2 separate regions of the Mus musculus genome follow, and region 2 is linked to region 1. Evidence: chromatin contacts called from public Hi-C data. All regions are on one chromosome and are shown on one strand. The core of a region is the stretch at or near the end of the contact, and the rest is flanking DNA. Distances in the headings are between cores, read along the strand shown. Region 1 has its middle 17 kb from the start of Gm11210. Region 2 overlaps Col27a1 (collagen, type XXVII, alpha 1).

The links. A called contact is a pair of places that touch in the nucleus more often than the background predicts.
Region 2: a contact with region 1 is called in a Hi-C map of muscle stem cells, with 3 times the contacts expected there. The contact joins two enhancer-like sites. A contact is called at or near these places in 2 of 484 Hi-C or Micro-C datasets (muscle stem cells and palatal mesenchyme).

What each region holds. Positions count from the first base shown.
Region 1 is chr4:62,704,199-62,707,482 of GRCm38.p6, reverse strand. No RefSeq gene overlaps it. Among named protein-coding and RNA genes, the nearest start is that of Gm11210, 17 kb to the left of the region's middle. Within about 2 kb of position 1,517, at least 75 of the 459 cell types and tissues checked have an H3K27ac peak or open chromatin away from gene starts, as enhancers often do. A contact at or near this core is called in muscle stem cells and palatal mesenchyme, where this site is marked.
Region 2 is chr4:63,314,666-63,317,949 of GRCm38.p6, reverse strand. Col27a1 (collagen, type XXVII, alpha 1) reads right to left here. Exons shown (of 61, transcript NM_025685.3): 40 at 3,224-3,277; 41 at 2,335-2,388; 42 at 566-622; 43 at 410-463. Among named protein-coding and RNA genes, the nearest start is that of Orm1, 28 kb to the left of the region's middle. Within about 2 kb of position 1,734, at least 81 of the 459 cell types and tissues checked have an H3K27ac peak or open chromatin away from gene starts, as enhancers often do. A contact at or near this core is called in muscle stem cells and palatal mesenchyme, where this site is marked.

The DNA of each region.
Region 1 (3,284 bases), core at 268-2,767:
AGTGGGTGTTTTGGATCCTGAGTCTGGCTCCATGATACCTTTTGATAGCAGCTAGAATGGCGACTCTTCACTGAGCAGAAAAGCCGGGCAAGTTAAACCTCCACCCATATTAACTGTGCCATCATCATTGCTACACTAAGGCACAGGGTGACATGCATCCAGGCAGGGACACCACGTACGCAAAGTCCCTTAGCGGCGACTGACACAGAGCATCAGCTGGTCTGCACAAGTCTCACACCCGTTCTCATGCGTAGAGACCTAGGATCACTTTCTCTTCATAAACGAGGGATCAGGGGTTCAGAGAGGTGATGGCACTTGCCTAAGGCCACACAGTACAGAAGTACATGAACATGACTCAACCCAGGTCCACCAGCATCCAGAGGGCCAGTTCCTAGCCACTCTGGTCCTGGCCTGGAGTGGACTGAACTCCTCGGATGGAACCAGCCACTGGCGCAGGAGGACTTGGGAGAAAAAGCAAGCCCTAGACACAGACCTAAAGGCTTGGTGACACTTTGGTCCTGTTCATCTCTCCATCTTCCCCGTGTCTTCCAGAGGGCTAAAGACTGAGCTGCCTCCTCTAGGGTCTTCTCTGCTCCAGCCCCACCCCAGCTCTGTGTAAGGTAGGTTTGGGGAATTGAGGACTGGGGTCTCGTGCCTGCCAGCAGCAACACGCTCACCCACATCCCTTCTCTTCCCTTTTGTGCAATAAAAGTTGTCCTTAGCTCCAGCCTTGGGCTGCTGGGAGGACGGATGGGCAGAGACGGGGCATGGGCCACGCTCCGTGTTCAGTGTGTGCCTGTGCAGAGGGAAGTATTCTTCTCATCTATGAGCTGGTCTGCCACCAACAACATCCTCTCTTTAAACTGGCCTGAAATAGCCCCTCATCTTTTCTTTAGCGATTCCCCACCCCGGGGCACTCGCATGGCAGGAGGTTTGGGTACTTCTTTCTCCTGACTCACCCAACCAGGGAGGAGACAGGCAAAGCCAGATGTTGCCAACTGTAAGCAGGACAACAGCAAACAAGGTATGTCCCAGGGTCTGTGGCTTAAGTAAGGGTCCAGAGCTAAAAGAAAGAAACAGGCCTGGCTGTGTCTGACCCTGATATCTGGATGGAGCTGGGAGACAGGTCTATCAGAGACTTAGCATCTTAGAGCCTACAGGTAGTCACTGAGCCCAAAGTCCCTCCCAGGCTACCCAAAGGCCTGCTTCTGGATCCTCAGGTCAGACAGAAGTTGGGAGCCTTTGAAAAGCTCCCAGGCCCTCCCAGCATCCCCTCAGGAAATAATTAAGTCCTTGTCAGGAAAAGAATGCAAGCAGAAAACTAGGGAAGGGCTCAGGACCACGGATGGCAGCTTACACCAGCTGGTTTCTTGCAGGCTGAGGAGGCTAGGGACCCTGAATGTCCCCGGCCAGGATAGCACAGAAAAATAAGTTGCTTACATAGTGGTCTGAGCAAGAGGGCTTTGACTCACCCACATGCAGTCCAACTGAGACCCAGTAGAGTGGCAACTGCTGTGCCCTCCCTACTCACCCTTGTAGCTGATCCCAGCTGCTCCCAGCCTGACCAAGGCTGGGCAGCCATGCAGGGACAGGATGCCTCTGGCTTACTCCTGGGAACATGTTGATCATGTCTTCCAGCTAGCTACACAAGAATCAGGGGCCTGAGAAGAAAAGCTGCCCATTCTCTCAGGCCAAGTTAGAGCCCAGGCCCGGGGTCATTCACTTGTGAGCCCAAATACCATTGCCAATAAAACAGCTTATATGTAAGAAACATGTACCCATGCCAGGACCACCCCACGGTGACTATACGTACAGGCTGGCTTGGCGTCACAGCTCATGACTGGCACAGCTGCATGCAATACACCCAGAGGCAGAGAGGCTAAGAGACTCATTTACAGGTTCAGGACTAGGGGGAGCAGAGCCAAGACTAATCCTGGGAGGCTGACTCCCAAGTATCTCTGAGCCTTGGCTTGCCTCAGTCTTCCTCACTGTGTGAGAGGATGCTCAGAAAAGCCCTTCCCAGCCTGAGACCTGCATTGCCCGGCCCAGACTGCTTGGACAAGGAGCAGTCCTAAACAACCCTATATAGGTGAGGGGATGAAAGCCTAACGGGGTAGGAGGGTGTGCCCAAACACATACAAACACCCCTTTGAGAGTCCAGGAGGGGCCAGGACAGGAGAACCCAGCGCCTCTCCAGTCTAGCCTCCAGCTGCTCCACACAGCCGAAGACACTCTGCAGCCAAAGGAACCAGGGCATGCATGAGTCACGGAAACGCTGGGGCCTTCCGAAATGGGAATTCCATCTGCCTGACTCTGTTCTCCAGGACTTTGGTTTCCATGGCAACTTGGGGTTTGGAAGGTAGAGGGGTCTGGCTCATGGCTATATCCCCGAAACCCCCCAAAAAAGAAGACAGTGATTCTCTGGGTGTGGCCAGTCACTTTTCCAAGCACAAGACGTCGTCACGGGAGAGTCAGGCCAGGGTGGACATCCTAAGCTCTGATCTAGCTCTGCTTTGAACCACTTGAAGAAACAAGAAGTGGCTTGGCAATCCTCCCTAGACCTCAGGTGTCAGGTCCTCCAGCTCAGGCCTGGAAGAAGCCTGAGAAATGTCCTTGCTCTCAACTAGAAACACAGCTCTGCTTCCCAAATGTTCAGCCCTAATGAGGGTCCACGGTGGGAAAGGCCTTTACTGTTTACAAAGCCAAATGGGCTCACTTGCTAGGCCTACTGCTAGGTTTCCGGGGCCTGGGGAAGCAAGACTCAGCACTCTCCTGGGGGCAGCAAAATGACTTCCAACCTATATGGAGTCCCTGCTCCATGCCTGGTCCAGGGCAAGTCCTTTGTATGCATTGGCTCACTGGGCCTTCATCCCCAGAGCTAAGTACACGACGTCTTCCCTATCATAAGGCTCGGGGCCCCATAGCGACAGGCCAGCATTAGAGCAAGTCAGTAGCGTCAACGGTTCAAACCTGGAACTGCATCATTCCACTTCCCGTGAACCTTTGGAGACAGAACAGCCACACCTGACGGTGCTAGCCAGAGCTTCCCTGACAAAGCAGGAAACTAGCGTCGCAGCCAGGCCCGTGTGTAGCATCCGCAGAGGGGCAGAAGTCAGGTGCCCAGCTCACCCACTCCTGCCAAGTGAAGCCCCAAGTCTGCAACAGGAGTAGGACTACAGACCCTCTCCAACTCAGGCCCTCCCCAAGGGTCCTGCATGGCTCAGCCCCCAAACTTCCTGGTGGAGATGACTTGCTCTGACCCTCTCCCTGTGCAGCGGGGTGCA
Region 2 (3,284 bases), core at 485-2,984, 610 kb before region 1:
AGAAGTGGCCGGGGAATCCGGTGGCCACATCATTGACCCTCTAAGTCCCGCTTGAATAGAGGGGAATGTAGCAGTTGCTTCTGCTAGGAAGACATAAATGGGGAAACTGAGCCAGCCCCGTCCCTTCACCCCCAAGAAGAAGTCATTACACAGGACCATGCTGGAAGGAAAGTCAGCCAATCTGTTAGTTGTGTGGATTGTTTCTGTCCCCAAAACCTTCAGGAGAGGACCCTCAGGAGAGTCTGGGTCTTTCCTTCATGGTATTAACCTGGTTTCATAGTGGGCTGCTTTCTGCTCCTTATGACTAGTGAAGAAAGGCAGGCAGAGGCAGGAGTCTGTGTCCAGTCCAGACTGGCTTCCCCTTTCCCACTATCTCTACACTCCCCAAAGGTAGAGCTCTGATACTTACAGGGTATCCAGGGTCGCCTGGCTCCCCACGGTCTCCTCGATCACCCACAGGACCCTGAAGGACAGGGGCAATGGATAACCATGAGCCACCCATTCCATGGGTTCTCAGCAGCCTAGCCCTGACCCGCAGGCCAGGGGGAACAGAACGGGAACTTACCCGATCTCCTGGTGGCCCAGGGGGCCCCTCGGTCTTGCCATCCTCGCCCTGGTCCCCCTGTGGACACCACAGAACCAGCATTAGGCAAAGGCCACTCTGGGAGTTAGTGAACTGCAGGCGGGAAGGTGCCTTCCTCAGGGATGAAGGCCAGCCTCCGTAGGCAGGCAGACTGAGACCAACGGTCAAAACTACCATTGTAGGTAATAGTGGCAACAGTGTCCACATGCCACATGGACACTTAGGGCAGGCTGAAAGAGGAGCAGAGACTACAGTGGAGACCTGCGGCCACGGCAGGCCACCTTAGGCCCTGGCCCAACTGTAGGATGAGTTCTTGGCAGCTTTGCAGATGGCTGAAATGCAGCTGCACAGGGCAACGGGACCTCAAAGTCTCCGGTGGGCACTTGAGTTGACCAGACAGTCTTTTGTTAGGCATGCCAAGATTCATTTTATATATTGTCTTGCAGATTCTACAGCAACCCTGCAATGTTTCCCTCACCCCCACTTTATAGACTAGGGAAAGGAGGCGGAGGAACCTTGTGACCCCCTCGCTCTGGCCACTGGTATAGACAAAGGATCCTAGCCACAAGTACAGACTGGACTCACACTCTGGGTCGAGTTCTGGCTAGAGGAAGAGGGCTCCGCAGCACCCTTTACCTGCTATCTGGGAGCTGGCCCTTACGCACCAAGAGGCTGGGTTCACCCACCTGCTCTGTACAGCAATGACAGGGAAATCCTGGGAAAAGAGCAGGACTTCCACAAATCTCCCTTGCAACCCATTCCTCCCCCCAGCCCTGGCCAGTCTGTGGCCAGCTGTTCATTGTGGGGCACTCATGAGCCACAGAGCAACAATGAGCTATGCATGTGACAGCAGTCTTACTGCATTATGTCACTTAGTGATGTCATGGCCCTCTACTGTATGCCAATCCACATTGTGGGGATTGCCTCTGACCCTAGGTAGTGGCACTTGGGGTGCTGTCTCCACCTGGCCCCAGAGTTTGTGTCATCCCTGGCAGCTTTATGATGGCTAAGGAGAGCAGAGGGTCTGAGTGTGCTCCCTACAGGCTCTCAGGGACCATGCCAGGGCCTGGGACGCTAGACTTGTAGATCTGTACTCATGCAGGCAGGAGGAGGGGCTGGAGGACAGCACGCCAAGTCAGTGTGACTCACCACAGCGGGACTTAGTTAGTGGGAAGCTGAGTCGGCAAAAGAAAGGACGGTTGGGGAGGCCAGGGACAAGGAGGCAGGGATGCAGCCTGCTAGGAAGCCTTCCAGCCACGAGGAGGGAGAGGACCGGAAGGAGGAGGAGGAGGGAGGACAGGGGAACCCAGAGTTCTGGTTCCAGGTCTACTGGGCATTGCTGGAGATGTGACCCAAAAGCCATTCCTTATACCTTCGGGCCCTCATGCGCTCCTTGCTGTGAACAGTGTTCACACCCAGCCCAGCTTTCCCTGCTGCACCTCCCCATAGTTTCTTCCAATTCCAGAGCCCTAATGGAAGGGCACACATCCCTGGGGCCCTCCTCCTGAGCCTTCTCCTTCTTCTGTGTCCCTCCTCCCCACACTGAGTGAGTTCTCCCTGTGTAGTTCCAATGTCCCTTTCACAAGCATAGGGGAGTAACAGGGACTTGGTGGTGGCACAACTGTTCATTTCTGCCAGGTGACCCTAAAGCCATGAGTGCAGGGATACTATGTCCTGCACCATGTGACCCCATCCCCATAGCCCCAGAGCTGACCTTGACTCTAGCTACTGCTTAAAGATGCAATACCTACCTTCTCGCCTTTGGGCCCGGGAGGCCCGAGGGGTCCTGTGATGCCTTTGTGTCCCTGTAGGCAAACAAAATGGAGGGAACTGAAGAGAATTTGAGGATATGAGAGACAGATGACAAAGGACGGGGACTCAGAGACGGGGACATGGGACAGTATAAGAGGATCCCACCCCCGCCCTGCACCTCTCCGGGCCCTGGTTTTCCAGATATGCCTGTTGATCCCAGACACACTTCCAATCCTGTGCCAACTTAGATAATAGAGCCCTACTGTGGTGCCCTGGGGGCAAACTGGGGTCCAAAGGAGGGGAAGCTACCTTGGCAGAGTTATGGGAAAAAGCCATCCTGCTATGGCAGGCAACTCTGAGCCTCTGTAGTCCCTCTAGAGTCCTCCCTGCCTCTCTAGTCCTCCATCCCCTCTCATTTGTTCTTTCTTTTCTCCCTTCTCTCTCTCCTGTCTGTCTCCTGCAGTCCCTGAGTCTGGCAAAGGCCACTGAGGCTGGGTGTGGTCTCCACTCCCAAAAGCACTAAGCTGCCAGACCTGGCCTGCGCATGTGTTCTCTAACGGCTCTGAGCCCTCATTCCTTTCTAACCAAGCCTGTCCTTTCTGAGCCTTCATCTCCTGGATGTGCATGGAGGTTCTGGGAACACGATGCTCTCTCTTTAGGGACCTGCACCCGACCAGCAGGGAGCCTCTAGATCTCCAGTGGGTACTGGAACTCTCTCTGCCCCATCACTCTAATTTTACCCTTGCCTCCACCCAAATCTAAGGGTCCAGGAGTTCCCTGAGGCTATGGGACCCACATCGCCCGTCTCTGGTGAGAAGGACTGAGTTCAGCATGCAGGAAAAGTTCCAGAGGGTGAGGAGGAGATTCCCCTAAATGTGTGTCACTTACATTATAACCGGCCAATCCTGGTTCTCCTTGGGCTCCCATCCGTCCTGGAGCACCCTAGAAA